Regions from separate parts of the Triticum aestivum genome. Here region 1 is linked to region 2. Evidence: chromatin contacts called from public Hi-C data. All regions are on one chromosome and are shown on one strand. Each heading gives the region's core, a stretch centred on a gene start, on an enhancer-like site or on the middle of the called end of the contact. The rest is flanking DNA. Distances are from core to core; before and after follow the strand shown. Region 1 holds the start of LOC123079285 (lysosomal Pro-X carboxypeptidase). Region 2 holds the start of LOC123079284 (nuclear matrix constituent protein 1b).

The links. A called contact is a pair of places that touch in the nucleus more often than the background predicts.
Region 1: a Hi-C map of leaf shows a contact between it and region 2, with 3 times the contacts expected there. The contact joins the promoter of LOC123079285 here to the promoter of LOC123079284 in region 2. A contact is called at or near these places in 3 of 5 Hi-C or Micro-C datasets (leaf and an unstated tissue) and 1 of 1 datasets of contacts at active chromatin or transcription factors (leaf).

Annotation. Positions count from the first base shown.
Region 1 is chr3D:418,514,360-418,517,583 of IWGSC CS RefSeq v2.1, forward strand. LOC123079285 (lysosomal Pro-X carboxypeptidase) reads right to left here and starts at 1,269. Exons shown (of 10, transcript XM_044502022.1): 1 at 764-1,269; 2 at 492-678; 3 at 273-406; 4 at 47-159. The coding sequence starts at 1,153. It overlaps TRNAT-AGU (transfer RNA threonine (anticodon AGU)), which reads left to right and starts at 1,741; the gene lies at 1,741-1,814. TRNAQ-CUG (transfer RNA glutamine (anticodon CUG)) reads left to right here and starts at 1,886; the gene lies at 1,886-1,957.
Region 2 is chr3D:418,352,272-418,355,412 of IWGSC CS RefSeq v2.1, forward strand. LOC123079284 (nuclear matrix constituent protein 1b) reads right to left here and starts at 1,502. Exons shown (of 8, transcript XM_044502021.1): 1 at 1,305-1,502; 2 at 6-215. The coding sequence starts at 1,454.

The DNA.
Region 1 (3,224 bases), core at 19-2,518, 160 kb after region 2:
AGCAATCTCAATGAAAAAGATGGAGTGAATGGAGACGGAAACTCACTGGCAAAGGTGCAATGTTTTGCTTAGTTTTAGAAGACCATCTTGCCCATTCCCCTGCTCATCTAATTCTTTCCATGAGTCCTTTATTGTTTGGAAACAGCTTAAACTCTCCCTCTAAACACAAAGAAAAATAAGTGTCATTGGTGCCCTGTATCCAAAACAATGGAAAAACTAGTGTTCCTTTATTCAGAACAATAAAATCAAGCCAATATTATGCGCACGCAGACCTTAAAATCATTTGAAACAAGATCGTAGAATATGGTGTCAGGCACAATGTCCTCAAACTGTAGGATCGGAGCCGACGACGCGAGAGCCCCGACAGCAATATGCGGGTACTTGAGTCTCATCCAAGCAGCAAGCACTGAATGCCCAGTGAACAAAATCAGTACAGTACCAGAATAGACGCCCAACGATAACTGAAGATACTAGTGGGCAGTGGCTCTTACTTCCACCGTATGAGCCCCCGAAGAGCACCACGGGGCTGCTTTCCGAGGAGAGGTTCCTCTTGAGGTCAGTGAGCAGCACGGCGTAGTCGGCCAGCGCTTGCTCGGCCGTGAGGTACGCCATGGACCTGGAATTGTTGTAGGCCTTGTCTTTGCTGCCGAACGGCATGGACTCGCCGTAGTAGCGATGCTGCAGCAACCGCATCAGTCAGAAGTTCAAAAACCAAGGTCCGGTCAGCTAATAAAGCGGAACACAACGAGTGCAGGATAGTTGCCTCGGCGAAGACGACGAGGGCGGCGAAGCGCGGGGCGGCGTCCCAGACGAGGCCAGAGTTGGCGGCGAACCAGGCGATGTCGCCCTCATTGCCGCAGTAGAAGAAGATGGGCCCGCCGGGGCCCGCCCACCCGCCGGCGCCGGCGCGGCCCACGAGGTACCGCTGCTGGAAGAACTCCTCCTCGCCCGAGAAGCTGAAGTGGTCCAGCCGCTGCCGGAAGTAGCGGGTCTCGAACTCGTAGCCCCCGCCGACCCCGTCTCGCGCCCCCGCCCGCGGCCGCGGCCGCGCGTGGGGGCCCGGGAAGCGGGGCGGCGGGAGCAGGGCCCGCGCGACGGCCGGGAGGAGGCCGAGGAGGATGAGGAGCAGCGGGAGACGGCGGGGCCGATGCATGGGGGCGCTTTGCTTGACTTCGGTGAGCGGGCGGGCGGGCTGTGGAGTGGAGACGATCTGAGAAATGGGATCGAGCTGCGCGGAGCAATCGCGGAGCTTTCCAGGTGGCGCGTGACGTTGACGTACGTGCGTGTCATCCACTCCACTAGTGGAGTGTACGTATCCAAGAAGCTCATCCGGTGGCGACGAAGATGGACCGACTGCCAATTTTGTTAGGCTGACGGAGGCACTCACCTCACCGCGACGGGAACGCGCCGGCCGCCGACGTCGAGCTAGCGCTTGCTACTGAGCGTCTCTACCGGCCAGATGCGGGGCCTCTTGAGGACGCCGTGTTGGGCTCGTCGGGGACGGCCAAGGGTGTGCTCGGAACAAAATTCACCTGCAACATGTTCTCCGTGAGCACAGTGATACCAGTATACAGTACGTGCCTTCGAAAAAAAAGGAAGAAGAAGGAATGATTTCTAGACGCCGTGATCGAATCTTAATTTTGGCCTGTTGATCATACCGTCACGCAGCGTGCGAAGTGATTGTCGTCAGAGAGAGAACAGTGCTGATTTATTGGAGAACAAAAAGTTGAAGGCATCGACGCTTTCATAGCTCAGTTGGTTAGAGCACCCGTTTAGTAAGCGGGAGGTCTTGAGTTCAACTCTCAATGGAAGCAATATTTGTTTTTTGTTTTTTCACGTGCAAGAAATAAATAAATAGGACAAATTTAGACCCAACAGCAAAAATGGTCCCATGGTCTAGTGGTTAGGACATTGGACTCTGAATCCAGTAACCCGAGTTCAAGTCTCGGTGGGACCTTATTTTTATGCACATATTTTGTTTCTTTGTATTGTCTCGCACATTACACAGATTTACTTTTTTTAAAGACATTTACACAGTTTTACTTGCTGCTCTTGAAATATGCACTATATAGATAGATGAAGCGTGTGTCTGCTATTTTTAAAAAATCATTCAAATCTAAATTATTCTCTCAATCAATTTTGCATGCCATGATCAGCCAATGCCTCTTGCAACCAATTCTATCAACAAAAGTCTATTAGGTTGGTCTAGAAATTTATTTACTCTTCCTGCCAAGAGCAAAAACCATCTGACTTATTTGTGCTTCTAGTTAGAAATGTCCAAATATAACTTTCTCGGCGGTGCAAAACCAGATTTACAATATTCTTTACTGTGAAATATGCACAAGTTTCAATTTCTCCTCGCCTTGGCAAATGGCTCTTTGGGCATTTATCAACGTTTGTTTCAAGCGACCACCGCTGCTCTTCGTAGAGATGCATCACTAACTTTAGACCTGCAGCTCATGCCTCCCTCCCCTTACCAGCAAGTACATCAAAATCGGAGATTAATTTCGGTCGTTGTCTTCATCAACCTCACAGCCTCACGAAGTCACGAAGAGCATGTTGGGGAACGTAGTATTTCAAAAATTTCCTACGATCACGCAAGAGCTATCTAGGAGAAGTATAGCAACGAGTGGGGAGAGTGTGTCCACGTACCCTCGTAGACCGAAAGCAGAAGCGTTTAGTAACGCGGTTGATGTAGTCGAACGTCTTCGCGATCCAACCGATCCAAGTACCGAACGAACGGCACCTCCGCGATCTGCACACGTTCAGCTCGGTGACGTCCCTCGAACTCTTGATCCTGTTGAGGCCGAGGGAGAGTTCCGTCAGCACGACGGCGTGGTGACGGTGATGATGAAGTTACCGGCACAGGGCTTCGCCTAAGCACTACAACGATATGACCGAGGTGTGTAACTGTGGAGGGGGCACCGCACACGGCTAAGACAAATCTTGAGTGCCTTTGGGGTGCCCCCTACCCACGTATATAGAGGGAGGAGGAGGAGGCCGGCCTAGGAGGGGCGCTCCTATAAGGGGAGTCCAACTAGGATTCCCAATCCTAGTTGGAGTCCCCTTCCTTTTCCAAGAAGGGAGAGAGGGAAGGAGTAGGAGAGGGAGAAGGAAAGAGAGGGGGGCGCCGCCCCCTCCTTAGTCCAATTCGGACTTGCCATGGGGGGGCGCGCGGCCACCCCTTGAGGCCCTTCTCTCCTTTCCCGTATGGCCCATTAAGG
Region 2 (3,141 bases), core at 252-2,751:
CTTACATTAGCAACACACTCCTTCTGAATGCCTACATTCTTTTTCAGGTTTTCTTCCCTCTTCCTTGTTTCAGCTAGAGCAGATTGCTGGGAAGCTCGTTCACGCTTGTGCATGATCTCAGCAGACTCCATAGAAGCTTTGAGTTGTTCATGCTTGGATACCAATTCCTTTCGCTCCAATAACATTAGCCCGAGGTTGTGCTGGTAATCATAAACCTACAGCCAAATAAGTGCACAAAATAAAGAGATAAGAGAGAGAGTCAGAGGTATGTGACGGTTGCCAAACAGGATAGCTTACTGCATATAGTGAACATTAGCCTTTTGACATGGATCAGGAGGGGGGTTTGTGTATTATAAAATTATCTAACTTAATGGTTCCTACTTCCTAGAACATATTGAGCAACCAGATTAGCAACCTGTACAGTTGAAAAAACATCAGCCTCCACACAGATGCAGGGGATGAAAGTATCCTGTTCGTAGGAAACTTTGGTACAATGTTGCTGCAGTTAGGTCTATGAGACAAAGGTAGACCTAAGTATAATGTACATCCTTTGATTAATCCAAATAACCTGATTTGATTCTCTATAAGAGTAAGACTAAGAAAATGTTTGCCGAAAAGTTGCACCAAATCTGCACGGGTCGATGCTGAGACCAATAAAATACAAAAGATTTATGCAAATGCCAGTTCTATTGTGATCAGCGTAATGCCCTCCAGCCTTTCTGTTGAATCTAATTCTATTACCGAGCTACAGGCGGACCACTGTTGAACCATTCACTGCAAACGAACTCGTTATGGAAATACTATTACAATGCACTTAACAATACGAAGGACACAATAGTTGCAGCAGTTGAAACGCGTTGTGCCAAGGAAGAAGAACCACGAAGTGTAAAATTTACGCAATCCCAAGTCAACAACAAAGAAACCTAATCTGCAAAATACATGCCTACGACAGTCAACTCCTCCCTACAGATACTGGGCAATGAGCCAAAACGACGCATTTCATCGCTAGGCAACCCATTCACGCACCACGGTACCAAAGGAACCAAGAAACGAGGCTTGCGAGCAGAAACCAAGAAGCCGTCTTCCCACCAATCTGCGCACAGAACGCCGCCACCGTTGGCCTGACGAGGCCAAGAAACCACGCAGGGCAGCGCCTTCGCTAATCCTTTCCAACTAACGCTCCTTCTCTCCGCTCCGAAAGAAGCCCCAGAAAGACTGCCCCGGCATGCCAAGAACGGCAGAACCAGAGCCCGGCCCATGAAACGCGACGCGGCGGGGGGAGAGGAGGGGAGGGAGCGAGGTACCTCGGTCTCGAGCCGCGAGATGTAGGCGATGAGCGCCGCCTTGTCGCGCCGCCTGATGGACTCCTCGTCGAAGCCCGCCTCGCGGAGCTTCCTCCAGATCGCCTCGTCCCCGGCGAGGGCGCCGGCAGCGGGCGACCGCGGGCTGGCCATGCCGGCCGCAACCCTAGATCTCGGCGGCGGCGGGCCACGCGATCCCCGGGGGCGCTGCGGCGCTTTCCGGGCAAGTGGAGGCCGCCGCCGTCCCTCTCTCTGTCTCCCTCCTCCTCGTCTCTGTCTCCTTTTCCTCTCTGGCTTTTCCAACTCGGTCTCGTGGGGTGCTCACGGCGGGATGGGCGTGTCCGGGGTTTTTACCTGTCCTAGGTGCGTGGGCGGAGGGAGGGTTTGGTTTGATGGGTGGAGGAGAGACAGGGGAGGGGAGACGATCGAGCGAGGGGGGCTGGATGGACCCGGTGCACGGAGAGACTGGCCTGGCCGTCCGTTAGCTGGATGGGGATTTTGATTACTGGCAGCGGATTCTTTCCTTATTTCTTTGCTTTGTTTACTTTCAGACTTTATCCTTTATATTTTTTATAATAATCGGGCATGTTTCTTTGATCATATTTTGCCAGCTATGTTGCCTTGAACATGTCTACCCTTTGTAGGGATGATGATGTGTTGTGATGCTTCAATAATGGATATACATTTTTTTCTATTATACTTTCCATTATTTATGGATAATTTTTCTCACATTGTTCCTAAAAAAATATGGGACAGAGAGAGTATCGCATACAACACACCTTCTGTTGTGATCCAGAACTAATTTTGACAATTCCTGAAAATTTCATCAAAAAATTTCACTTTTAAGTTTCAACGCACAATAACTTTTTTTGTAACACTGAAGCAGAGTAGTAAATTCATGAGTTAAGTTGCTAGCCACACGTACCCTTGTTATACCGTTTTGACTTGGTTTGAATATTCTACATCTTTTTACCGAATAATTTTCTGTGTAACAATGTTGATTTCATTTTTGGGCAAAGTTCAATTAATATGAGTATACAGCTAGAAAGAGAGCTTTTTTGCGAAGAGCAAACAAGAGAGCTTTGTTGATGAGTTAAAAAAGTGTATGAGAGAGTAACTTCAACACTCGTGTCAGTACAAGTATTAACCACATATACATTGTGCAAGTTCATTTTAGCAAAAAAAATGCAAGTTCGCGTGGTGCTCTATTACACTCGTGCCTGTGATTGACTCGAACATCCGAAAATAAGTGCCATCAGCCTCCGCTTCTTGAACCAAACCACTCGGCAAGCTATGTTTGGTGTGCGCTCCTTTAAGTGTTACATGCATTGCACAATTGAACAAAAAATTGTATTGATATAAACAGTTTATTGGACAAAAATTGTAAACATCTAATAGATATAAAAATATACATTTGAGATGAGGACCGTAGTCTGGCATTCGTTTACCTAGGAGTCGAGAAAGTAACAATATTGGAGGCAGAGATAAGTTTACTACTCCATTGGTTTCATATTATAGTTGGCATTTTTTTTTTCAAAAGTCAAGCTTCGTAAACTTTGATTGTTTATAGAAAAAATTATTTATATCTACAATGTTGAACGTGAATCCAGCAGTATTGATTTGATACTGTAGATATTGGTTGATTATTCTATAAACCTGATCAATTTTTAAGAGGTTTGATATTATAGAATCTACTCGCAAAAGAGGACACTATAAAATCTACTAATACACACTGTATTTCAAAACGAAGGAAGTCAGTACAAGTACACATTTGGCTATAGCAACTTTGCCCAAAAGTAGGGTTTGGCTGGTAGCCCGTGACCATGGAACATATCCAAAC